2 separate regions of the Bicyclus anynana genome follow, and region 2 is linked to region 1. The links are chromatin contacts, called in public Hi-C maps. All regions are on one chromosome and are shown on one strand. Each heading gives the region's core, a stretch centred on a gene start, on an enhancer-like site or on the middle of the called end of the contact. The rest is flanking DNA. Distances are from core to core; before and after follow the strand shown. Region 1 holds the start of LOC112049145 (40S ribosomal protein S16). Region 2 holds the start of LOC112051357 (cleavage and polyadenylation specificity factor subunit 6).

The links. Hi-C and Micro-C count contacts between places; a contact is called where the count stands out from the background.
Region 2: a contact with region 1 is called in a Hi-C map of whole body, with 7 times the contacts expected there. The contact joins the promoter of LOC112051357 here to the promoter of LOC112049145 in region 1. A contact is called at or near these places in 2 of 2 Hi-C or Micro-C datasets (whole body and whole larva).

What each region holds. Positions count from the first base shown.
Region 1 is chr23:12,245,199-12,251,793 of ilBicAnyn1.1, reverse strand. It overlaps LOC112049145 (40S ribosomal protein S16), which reads left to right and starts at 4,030. Exons shown (of 5, transcript XM_024086945.2): 1 at 4,030-4,137; 2 at 4,229-4,273; 3 at 5,111-5,242; 4 at 6,479-6,593. The coding sequence starts at 4,120. LOC112049150 reads right to left here and starts at 3,751. Exons shown (of 9, transcript XM_024086950.2): 1 at 3,499-3,751.
Region 2 is chr23:12,562,496-12,569,293 of ilBicAnyn1.1, reverse strand. It overlaps LOC112051357 (cleavage and polyadenylation specificity factor subunit 6), which reads right to left and starts at 3,079. Exons shown (of 14, transcript XM_024089964.2): 1 at 2,923-3,079; 2 at 2,622-2,825. The coding sequence starts at 3,027. It overlaps LOC112049154 (ubiquitin-like protein 3), which reads left to right and starts at 4,392. Exons shown (of 4, transcript XM_052888586.1): 1 at 4,392-4,770. The coding sequence starts at 4,741.

The DNA of each region.
Region 1 (6,595 bases), core at 2,781-5,280:
CTTTGTCAGTGAATTCAGTTTTTCACAATTCCCACGTGAACCATGGATTTTTCCGGGATGAAAAGTTCAAGAGCCTATGAGTTAATAAGAGAGAATACGTATGCTTTTAATCGATTTAATAACATAAAATTGAAAATTTTGAAAAACCTCCGTAGGTCATGAAATTATTAACTACACTCTCGATCAAGTCATCAATATTCTCTTTCAGTGCGCATTCATTTGAGACTCCACTCAAGTATATTTGCAGACATTCGGTTTTTCTTCCCCACAACACACCCCCCATAACTTTTAAACGGCTCAACCGATTTTCATCTAACAGGTCTAAGAACACTGGCACATAAGGCACCTATAATACTAAAAAAAAAACTAAATTGAATTCGCCGTTTTTTTTAACAGACAGACAGACTTAAGTATAACACCCATCTTTCTGCATCGGGGGTTAAAAAAATGTCACAAAAACCTGGTCCACAAGGACAAAATCGCTCATGTGGCCAGGCCCTTCCAGCGGCTAAAGTAGGTATAATGTGCGCAGACCCTTGCAAAGCAAAGTGATCAATACAAATATAATAGGCAGGCGAGGCCTAGTTAAAGCCTAAATGGATTAGCCGGCCTTTTTAATACACAGGAAGCCCTATCCAGCGCCAGTCGGTCAACAAACGGTGCGACCGATAAACCTTCCACGCTGTTGGCTTCGATAAAAAATGGCACGCACGCTATATAGGCGTAAAACTGCTGCTTACATCCATACTAATATTATAAATACCAAGCAAGTCTGTCTATCTGTCTGATACCATTGGACCGATTTGGATGAAATTTGCTTTAGAGATAAGTTGGATTTTGGAGTACAATATAAGTACTTTTTATCCTGAAAAAATAAATTCATTAACATCCAAATCCACTCAAAAAAAACTGAATTTCACGCGAACGGAGTCGCGAGCGCTCGCTAGTTTTAAATATACAGCGTGGATCTAAAGCTAGCCACTGACCATCCAATAAGCTCATGATCTTGCATCGGATGTCCTGCTGTTAGCGCTGCAGGCACGTGAATGGATGGTTAGTGGCTAACTTAAGCTTGAATAGAATCGTGATGTTGATGATTATTAGTCTTCATCAGTCCATCTCCAATAAGTGTTGGCGAGCTTTGGTAATGTTTGGATTTGTAACGACCATTTCAGATGTTAATGATAATGAGCGGGAGAGACGGCTTTACGTGCTCTCCGAGGCACGGGCATATTAGGACCACTCATTTTTCAACTCCAGGAGTGATTTTTACTACTTATCTGAGACTATCTTAGAATACAGAAAGGCAAAGATTTTATAAAAGAGATACCTATGCTACTAGCTCGTCAATACTGAGGCGAACAAAAGCGGCTATTTGTCTTAATTTCAAGGAGTCGCATAATAAACAACGAAATTTATTTATACAAATAATAGGTAGGTACTTACTTAAATATTGTATACAATATTTATTCAATATTTAGTTACAAAATGGTTTAAACATAATTTATGGTATGTTAATAGGATTGGTTATGGGAATTATAATTAGAAATATAAAAATTTATTCTTTAAATAAATTTATAATAACTTATAATTTAAGTTTTTTTTTAACTGTGATATGATTTATGCCTAGATTATCAACCTATGGTTATAATAGGTTTCATGGAATTATACTCAAAAATATTATGCATGTGTGCGCTGCATGTGGCAAATGTAGCAAAATTGGGATCACTTTATGCAGTGATTTTGTAGGCACGTAACACGTCTATTGTATAAAATATCGTTGTCAATAGGTATTTAATAATTCGGTAAACTCGAGACTCGAACTCAGGTCCTCCAAATCCGAAGCCACATAGGTACCTAGCCTAGGTAAGTATAATAATTATTTCCATAAGCTTCTTATTGTACCTACTAAGTAAGTGTCAACCGGTTGCATTCCTTCATTCCATGAATCATTTAGGTTTTTATGACTCGTCTCCTCAGGATTTTTAATCTTAAAGTTAAGACGTCGAACTCTTCTAAACGATGATAACTTAATGTAGCTTGAATTGAACAATGTGTTTAGCTATAGAGATTGACGTGAGTTAGGTACGTATTAATTACCTAATTGTTTTAGTTACATACAAAATAACGATTAATATGGAGGTAGGTATGTAATTTATATTAGTCATGGACTCTGCACACTAAAATCATAATAGGTTTTTACACTCAGTTTTTACTGAAACATTTTCTCGTGGTATTTTTTACAATCTATACTAATATTATAAAGAGGTAAAGTTTGTAAGTTTGTAAGTTTGTCACATTTTTTAAATGGGGTAATCTTCGGAACTACTGGTCCGATTTTAAAAATTCTTTCACCAGTAGAATGCTTCATTATCGGGGAGTGCTATAGGCTATATTTTATATTGGTATCATATATATTAGCCGAGTTATCACCGTTTTTGTCGTACAGGTCGGACTGAAAATCCTCTTAAACAGACTTATTCGCATGCGCTGCCTTAACTATTGTGTAAAATTGAAATTAATGTATGGAGACTTTATGTATCTTTAAAAGTTCTACAAAAAAGTCCGCGACACCATATATCTATCTTCTATATATTAGCAGATATAGTACCTTTTGTATTTTAAAAATTATTAATTTTATATACTTAGGTTTACGTCATTATTTATACAACTAAACTTTAATCCTTATTAAAATAAATTATTTAATAATCACAAGGATATTATGGAGATAAGATTTGCCCTTTACAGTATGTTAATTACTTAAATAGTTTCGGATATAATACAAAATTTCTAAAAGACGCGGAAATTCCGCTAAATGACGCCCGGCGCTTTCATTTACGTATTTCCCGTTCCCGTGTGAATATGGGGATCAAACATAGCTTATGACACTCGCAAATAACGTAGCTTTCTATTGGTAAAACAATTTTCCAAATCGGTCCAGTAGATCCAGAGATTACCTCCTACAACCACACGAACTTTACCTCTTTATATTATCAGCATAGAAGTCTCTATTTCTCTTGGTCATACCACCACTCTCGAAGGACTGGACCGATTTTGCTAAGGGTAGGAGTAAGATAGAGAAGTTACAGGGTAGGGTAGGGTACGGGTAGGGAAGCGTAGGGGTAGGGTAGGTTTAGGGCCGGGTTTAGGGTAGTGGTAGGGTAGGGGCAGAGGTAGGGTAGTGGTAGGGTAGAGGTACGGGTAGGATAGGGAAGTGGTAGGGTAGGGGTAGGATAGGCGTGAGATAGGGGTACGGGTGGGATAGGGGTAGGAAAGGGATAGTGTACGGGGAGGGTAGGGGTAGGATGGGGGTAGGGTGTAGGTAAGGTATATAAGGGTAGGGTAGGGATAGGGTAGATGTAGGGTTTGGGTAGGGTAGGGTAGGGGTTACGCGGACGAAGTCGCGGGCGTCCGCTAGTATTAATATATTCCCTGAACTTGTTGCTAGTTGATAATAATTTTAATGTGATTATAAAACGTGAATAAATTTTCACTTACCTTCAAATATTCTTTAAAACTGTCACAAGGGAAATCCAAAATATTTATTTTTTTAAGCATGTATCACATAAGTCCATCATATAAACAGTAAAACACAATTTTCTCTCAGTAATTTTGATTCACACTGTTTTGTTGAAATTCTAAAACACTCGCGCGGGAATCACGTATTTGCATTGTACAACATGAACACTACCGGTGCGCATAACGCACAACTCCACTCCCGCGATTACGTACCAAGAATACAAAACAATGCGGCGTGCCGCATGAATTGAGTCATCGCATGATTAATGTTTCTAAGTGCTGACATCTATGGAAAAGAATTTAAATAAATGCATTAGCGCCATCTATTGTCGTTCTGAAATAGTGATGATATGAAGTTGCTACTAACTGCAAGATGGCGCTGAATATTAAAACAAAATATTTTGAAAGTAAATTATTTTATATCTGTACACTACTGTACTGTAATTTTTACACATAAATTTTACATTAAATTGTTTAATAATTCAAAACAAATAAAAGCAACAAATAATCGAAATTATATTTTTTATAAATTTCTCGTTCATTCATTCAAACTTTATATGATAACTTGTCTTTGGTTGACATCATTCTTTTTCTGTCAAAATGGCTGCCGTGCAAGAGGTGCGTGCTTGGTATTGTTGTGAAAAATTGTGGTTTTTAACGAAATAAATCAAGCAAATATCACAAAATACATTATTTTTGGTGCTTTCAGGCGAGGCGTGAACCAACTCAAGCCGTCCAGGTGTTCGGCCGTAAGGTGAGTTTCAAAATGATCTTCCACGTGTTTGGGTGGAAATCGTGATATTTTCAAGTATATTTCATACAAAAACTTACTAATTATTCATCGTAACACTTGTTTATAAGTAAAATTATACCGCTCTACACAAGTTTACCTATCTTATTTCGATAAATTGTGGATGGCCTTTTCTGTTTGCCGCTTGCGTTTGTATAACCTATAACGGATTCACTACTAACAAAATGAACCTACTCTCCCTAATCCCCTTTTGTTGTACCAGTAGTCCAAAATCAAATATTTTCAGTAGTCGGTAAAGTATTTCGGAGACAGTTCAAAATATGAATCAAAAATTGGAAATTGGCCTTCACAATTTTAGAAAATGAATCGTATTTACAACTAAACAAAACTCGCTTTCTTTGAGTTTGATTTAGTTATTGGTTTATTGGAAAAGCAAATTATAAAATTTTCACTATTTGTGACATATCTTGGTTAAAACATGGATGTTTAAAACTTATTTGTCAGGTTTTTGCATATAAAAGCTAATAATTTCTTGAACTTTTCTCGGCTTACTATAGCCGAAAAATTAAGAGGGTAAAGTCTGGCCTCTCAGAGTGTGTTTCTGGCAGGACGCAATCAAAAGGTACAAACATATTCAATTTTAATTGCCTCATTATTTTGTCTCGTCTTTGTAGTAATGATTGATCATGACCTATCAGAAACGCAAACTCAGAGCAGCCTAACTTTAATAAAATAATCACATCTCACATGTAGTCTCATGTCTTCACAATAATAATATCTAATTATGATATGTTGTTATTTTAATGCAATATGCTCAATTGAATATCTTTCCGATTACAGAAAACAGCAACAGCAGTAGCATACTGCAAGCGTGGTCACGGTGTACTCCGAGTAAATGGCCGCCCGCTGGACTTAGTGGAGCCTCGACTGCTCCAGTACAAATTGCAGGAACCCATCCTATTGCTCGGCAAGGTAAAATTTTATACTTTCAACATAACTATTTACATTTCACTGTTTATATCTATGTTTATATGTAACACTAACAATATAAATTAACAATTCTGCATGTTGTCTGTTGACTGCACATTTTTAGTTTGCTCAGTTGTTCTATTTTTTTATAGCATGTTTTCATAAGATTTATCATTAAATGAGCACTTAACCAATAATAATAATAATATATTATTCTTGGAAAATAAAGTATATGTATGTTTTTTGTTATTAGCATCATAATACATTGAGAAGTAGTGTTTTAAATGTAATGTTGTATTGTGTTTATTTTTACTAACAGACGTCCTGCGTCACCCATAGTAGTTAGTTCAGGTTCTTGTGGGAATAAAAAATATAAATAGTCTTTTATCTCTGACTGCTAATTAATAATAATAATAATATAATAATAATAAAGCCTTTTATTTCCACATCAATTTACATTTCAAACGTTTGTTAGGTGTGTTAGTTTAAATTATAATTATATCTATATATTAATTCTAATGTTAGTATGGTTAGTTATCTTCTTGTGATGTGGATCCCATTTGGGTGAAGGCCTCCTCTTTCTTCTTCCAGTAATCTCTATCTTTTGCGAGAGACATCCATTCTCGCCCTGTTTTGATAATGATGTCATCAGCCCACCTTTTAGTTGGTCTGCCTAATTAATACTTAATACAATTTTTTAATTTATATTACACCAGAGCAGGTTGTCCTTCTTTGTGGTTACTTGGTTGCACAACTACTGGATTGAACCATATTTTATGTGACCAATGGCAACTTTGATTACTTTCATTGCGTAGATAAATGTAATGCCTTGGAAGGGAGAAGGAATTTTCTATTTTGTAAGATTTGTATGAATACTGCTTACGTTAGTTAAAAACCTTGTGCACACCATGTATGAGACATAGTATTTTATTTTATTGAGGGCTTACAAACAACATCATAGTAGGTAGCTAATCAATTAATCATCCTTTGTGTTATGTAGAAATAGTGTATTGTTTAATTTTTTTATAAATTGAATCCCATTGCCTGCAAGCTTTATTTTACTGTAAATTAAGTAAACAAAATTACAATTATCTAATTAAATAAAAATGATGAATAATACTTATTCCGAACCTGAGTATCTTAAAGATGTGAAGTTAACACAGAATCTGATTTAATTATAACTTGATATTCCAAAATTGTTAATAGTTTATTTTTTTTAAGCAAGTTTTTGTTTTCCAGGAAAAGTTCTCCGGCGTCGACATCAGAGTGACAGTGAAGGGTGGCGGTCATGTAGCACAGGTGTATGCTATCAGACAAGCTATCTCCAAGGCTCTTATTGCCTTTTATCAAAAATGT
Region 2 (6,798 bases), core at 1,830-4,329, 320 kb before region 1:
AAATGTTTTACAGGGAGTATAGCTGCTATATAAAGACCCTTTAAGTTTGACTTACAGATTTGTATATAGCTAAAAAAAAACTATGATAGTTTTTAAACACATTGTAACAGTGAGCCTCATGTAAAATTGTACCTGTTTCTACTCCCCAAATATAAGACAATTCATAAACACTAACAAACTTTACCAGGGCTATGTCCAGTGCAGTATTAATAACTTTTATTTTAGATACAAAAACAAAATAATTTCATTATTTGTAATAGAATTTAAACTATCGAGAGTGTTATTCATATTAATTGATTATGAAACACGGCTAAAACTCATGTGATATAAGGTCGGAGTATGCCAGACTCAATAATCAATTAATATTTGTAATAGATATTTAAAAATAATATGCAAGGATATTATTCTTAACTAAAGAAATTTAGTTCATGAACTTGGTTTTGCTTAAAAATTTATATAACAACATTACAGAGTTTTGTATTTCTGAAAGACAACGAAAACATATTTCAAATTGTTAATTTACTCTTCAAGTTTATGTTTCATATAGATTCTATTTTTATAATTAACTGTTTATTGTTTCAATTTTCTACATATATTTTAAAAACAATAAAAATCTTTACCTGAATGTTGCTACATAAAAGTGGGTAGTGTTGTTTTAGCACATATGTCGTAAATATATAGGCAAACAATAGAAAATAGTATAATTTGACCACTACATTTTGTATTCGTAACAAAATGCAATGATATTCATATAGGTGTTAAATAACCAAATGACTATAATTATAGTTAAATCATTTTATATCACATCTTGTAACATTTTTTTATAATAGAAAGTTTATTAATGCTTTGCATTAAGCATGTACATTGAATATTATATACATTATTATTTGTATAAAAGCTATTATTCTTACAATAAAATTTGAGCTACATTGAGGACATCAACAAAATATTATATGTTCTTTGACAAATAAAATTACAATTTATGTTAAGAGAAATGGACAGTATTTTACTTAATTTAATCTGTTTTGGTTTTTATACAACTTGATAAGTTTGTTACATTGCATTCCCTTAATTTATAACTACTTTCACAACTTCCAGATAAACATATTTTGTGAAGTGTTGTATAATATATTAATACATCGACATGGTAAGATGTTTTATACAGGGGGAAAATAAACTGTTTTAAAACATATTATTTAAAATTTGGATTAGCAGAAAAATTGGAACTTATATTGACATGAGAAAAGTACCATTCTTTATAGATTTTCTTTGTTATAGATGGCATGATTTTAAGTTTATTTATATAACATTATATTTTTAAGTATGTAGTAGTATTAGGCATATTATGTCAGAGAGACAAATATCATAGCATTCCATGGACCACTGTGTGGGCGCCAAGTCCATCCTGAATATATTTTGTTACGAAAACTAAGTTGTTTAAAGTGTAGTAGAAAATTTGCTAATTAAAAAACATTATGCACAGGGTAAAATAAAAAAGCTGAAGGCATTTTGGTTAGCTTATTCACAAAAGAATTTAGATTTTTAACATTGTAAAGAATGATAATTTTAAGAGAGCAACTGTTCAGTTGAGGCTCTTCTCAGGAGTACCTTCCAAACTTTAGGTGGTTTTCAGAAAAAGACAAACCTAGGCCTGTAGCCATTTGGAATGTCAATTCTCTTTTTACAAACGTTAACGCTCCGTTAAATGTTAAAATTTATAACAGTTATGGGAACATTTGCTATCAACAGGTTAAGTTGTCGATCAGATGTATCATTCCCATAGATTAAGTTGGTTTTTTCGAAGCATTAGCGTTTGTAGAAAGAGGTGTTTCAAAAGTGCTGGTAAACTAAGCCTAGTTGAAAGGAATGAATTTTATATTTTAACTTTCTATGTTGTTATTTTTACACTGTGCATAAGTTTTTATAATAGCAAGTTAATACACTGAGAAAATCTCAATGACCCAACTAGATGTTCATATCAATATGTCAAATCTGGAGATAGTAATAAAAACCTACGACGAAAGACAAATAAAAATAAAAAGCTTCAAAGCCAGTTTGATTACATGAAACTTTTCTAATTAATAATCAACATCACAATTTTTAAGCTTAATTCAGACCTGATTCTTTTAACAAGGGCCTATGTCTCAACGCTTATGCTGTATGTTGTTTTTTATTCAGATAATAATTATAGTAAGTAAAAAATGTTACAAAACAACAATAAAATGCTGTAAGATGTTTTTTGATATATTTAATAGCTAACCCAGTAAGTTTGTTTATAAAACATGAGTTCATTTGGTTACTTAATCAGAGGACTGCTATCATTGTTTTGAGCTAAATATAGATAAGATTAGAGATATTCTGGGCTAGAAATACTATGAGTTGTAAGACTTTTGTTTTAAATAAACAGACAATCAAAAAACCGGCAACTAAAACAACATCAAGAACACCAAACTGCGTTTTAAAAATTAATAAAAATCAATACCAAATTTGTCTTTATATGCGTACAAACGATAGCAGTCCTTAAAATCCATATTAATGCAACAGATGTACGAAAAATAATAATCATAATAACATCCTATATTTACATATTACTAAAACTATAGAGAAAATCAGGTACAAACCCAAGTGAGGTTGCCGACGTAAAGTTGGAAGCGTCGGCCATGATGGCCGTGACTGGGAGCGTTGTGATGGTATGGAACGGAGCCGTTTGTTTCCTCCGGTGGGTGCTGCGGTGGTCCGGCGTTGGGTGGCCCATCTCCATCCTCGTTCTTCGGTGCCGCGATCACGTCGTCGTACAAATCCACATTTTCACCTCCAAAGTCATCCTGTAACGCACGTCGATCATCCACCATAAATGTTAATAAAAGTTGCCGCTCGTAATCTAAACATCGCGTATAAATCAAAAACTATTTAATTACTCACCTGTCTATTAAAATCAGATTCAATATCATCGGCGTACAAATCTATATCCACGCCTCCGTCCGCCATTTTGCGAATTGAATGAAATTGATTATTGATTTTGTACATGGACGCGTTAGGCCTCTGTATTTGTAATCTGTGCCCACAGATTAGTAATTTAGATGTAGTCTTCAAAGTATTCTACTGTCTACTCTGTGGTTTGCCCTCTAGTCTTTTGTCTATGCCCTCTTATCAAGTGCTCGCTGGACTGGGAGAAAATTAAGTTAGAGTCCTTTTCATAAAAAAAAGTCCCGTGGCTAAAACCTAAACTAAAATTGACAGCACCTTACACAAATGACAATAAGACCGCCAGAACCAAATGACAATGACTGATAAATATGACATTAGCGTCGCGTCTGGGGGACAACTTTTATAAAAAGGACTTTATGTAGGTTGGGTACCTTGTAATCGTGCAACATCCGAGCAATTTGATTGAGTTGATCCTGTACTTTCACAGAGGGGTTACTTAACCAAGGGGCCGCAACTTCAGTACAAAGACTTTTGGACATAGGAGATTATGCATGTTGGTTGCGGAAATAAATAGAGTTAGAAAATGTTCCGAATTATTATTATATGTGAGTACATGCTAAAACACGTACATCTATTATTTTAATTTTTAGTTATTAGTTATTATTAAAGAGACACGGTCGTACTCAGAAATACTCAGTGGCCAGCAATTTTACATTTCAGACAGTAAGCGTACATTAATTTCAACTAGTTTCACATAGTCATTTGGACTAGTCGTATTTAATCAAAATACGATATAATAATACTTGGGTTCGATCTTGAGTAACATTAGAAAAACATTTTTTTCTCAAAAAATTTTTAATCAAAAACTCCATTAAAAATGCCGCTGACTTTAATATTCAATAATATTTCGTATGCGAAAATAATGTCGCTGCTATGCCCAACGTGTTTGCTACAGATTTACTTCTTCTACTTGGAGTATATATTCTTTGGATTTAATGGTCAAAATAAAAAACGTTTATTTTTAACTTTCCACGGGATATCATGAGGAATCATGTCCTCAATCGCTAGGCACATAACCCTTTCCTAAATATCCAAAGGGTTGTCATGAATCTAAGTTACTGGTAACTATGGATTGATGTGGATTTGTCATATTTTTCATATTTTAGGAGGCAATTTAAAAATGATCCATCTATTTCTATCATTTCTCTCAGTAATTTAGTTCTGAAATAAAGAACTTTTTACTGGAAACTCTGAAAATGAGGATGGCTCAGTCTCTCCATCTCTTGAATAGTTATTTTATATCTTATTTCATAATTTATTTACGATGTAATAAAAAACAAAAAATACAGCGCTATCTATGTTGCGTACAATGCATTTTTTAGAACGGAATTTTGGCATGTGCTGCCATCTAGTAGGCAATAGAAAAATATTTAGGTTCGACCTGGCATGCGCGGGTCGAGAGGGGCGACAGCAACCATCCCTCGCGATCGCGACTCGCCATTTTCCGTCAACCTCAATCAAGCTAGCATCTGTCAGTCGGTTCGTTGTGTTTGTGTGTTGTGACTTGTGATATGAAAAATTATTAGTACCGATGAATCTCAATGGGAAATCGTGTTAATGACGACGCCAGACGATGGCTCGTTTATTGTGTTTGTGGCTTTAATGCAACGTTCGGTCAGTGATGATGGCCAAGTGATTTGGTAAAGTGAAGTGATTTGTGTCGTATGCTGGGTACCTCAGCATTGAGCTCCTTTCTTTGGATAACTCGTCCTCACGACGACGTCGAGCAGAGGAACTGGAAGGTGACGCACCATGTCGGCAAAAAACATTCCAGGAGATAAGGTAGGTGTGAATTTCGAGCTAACGCTGCTATGGTTAACAAAAGGTCACTTTTTTGTTGTTACTGTAGTCTCCTTTCTCTTGCGAGGCGTGGACGGTCGCCAAAAAGACTTAAGTAACAGTTAAACTTGGAATGTAGTAAATATCTGAACCTTGAAACACAATATTTATGTAGATTTGGCTATAAATCCTTTATGATGTTTGTAGGTAGGTAAACAATCTTTTGTTTGTATTACCTAGATCAGATCCTATGAATATCAGTTCAATGTCAATAATACATTTACTAAAACAACAGGCATATACGTAATTATGATTAATTAATAGAAGATTATCATTTAATCAACTAGCTTTTCAGGCTTGAATTAGCTACAAATAGACAAAATAGTCCTTGAAAATAAGTATCATTTCATACCAATTTCAATTTATTAAAACATAGTAACCATAGTACCAACACTAAATAGTATAAAATTAATTGCTCAATTTTTTTTCACATACTAAAGATATTAATGTATGCAGTAGTCTTCATGCATGCATTAAAGTACTGCATACCCTAAGAGATGTTTTTCTTAATGCTTGTTAATGCAGATTTTCCCAGTATGCTTAGTTTTTCTTACTAGTGCATACCCTGATTTATAACCTTATGCACGCCATTGGTTGTATGATCTATTCCCTGTTCCCTTTAAGGACTTGATTCAGTAATAGGCTGGCTATTTTAAAAAAAATATCACATTTTACCTAGTTACAGCTTACAATACAAGTAGATTAACATTTAGTATTGAATAACTAATTAAGTAAAATATGTATTATGATAATTAATTTTATATATACTTAATTATTCCAAAATGACTAACTAAGGAAAGAGCCCTTAAAAATAAAGTATGTGTTAAAACAAAATTTATTTGAAGTGTCTAAAACAAAGATTGAAATTCAAGGTTTAAACAAAAAGAACTTAATGGACATTAAATTGTACTTTAAATAAAATAAATGTGACTAATAATAGTAAGTAAGGAAATATTGATTTTCTTTTTGATCTTTGCCTAATGTTGTGTATTTGTACTGGATGGTCGATGATGCTTATGACTAAGTCTACATTTAACTATATTCTTTTTTTAGAGATTTTCTTACACCTAAGCTAGAGCTTCTGAGGGAGAGCTAGAGATCTTATGTTTCTAGGCAATATGTTTGTATGTAATAGTGATGGGTTGCAATCACTACTACAAAGTAAGTAAAGATGTTGCTATTGTATGCAGTACACTATGGTGAAGGCTTGCCTAGTGTCTATTCACTCTTGACTTGAAGATATCATTGTAGGTGGTAAGAAAAACTGACACTGTAAGGGCATTCCATAGCTGTGAAGTGAAAATCAAAAACTAACAGCCAAAAAGTTTTGTATTAGCCTATTGGTTGAGGTGTAGCTTTAATACCTCAACTGTAAAGGGGTGCCGCTGGATGCTGGCGGCTCGAGATCGTTGTGCTTGGAGGTCCATGCAAGAGGCCTATGTCCAGCAGTGGACGTCTATCGGCTGATAAGGTAAAGGGGTGAACTTATTACTGTGAGGTTGGTTTGATCCCTGCTCTTTGTCTTGCCTTGCTTTAACAGCTGATAGGTATTCACTGCTGGTCATGGGCCTCTTGCATGGACCTCTAAGTGCAACAGTCTCGAGCTGCCAGCATCTAACAGCTCTCTGCAACCTGCTTGATATCCTCAGTCCTACGCTGTGCTTTCCGGTGCGGGGTTGCCATTCTTGCTAATTTTTCTTTAGACAAAAAAAGAATGTCAATGTATGTAAAAATGCAGATTACTGCAATGCATTGCAATGCTATTTAACATAAAAGGACACAGATCAAAACTACTCTAGTTCTAGTTTGGAAACTAAACCAAAGCCATACTCTATGTGCATTATTTACCAACCAACAAATTTAAAATTAGGGTATTAATTGCTAGTGATTTCACACATAATAATAATTATAATTAACTTGTTCTTAAATTAATTAAAATAAATTAGATTAATAAGCTTAGAACAATTAGCT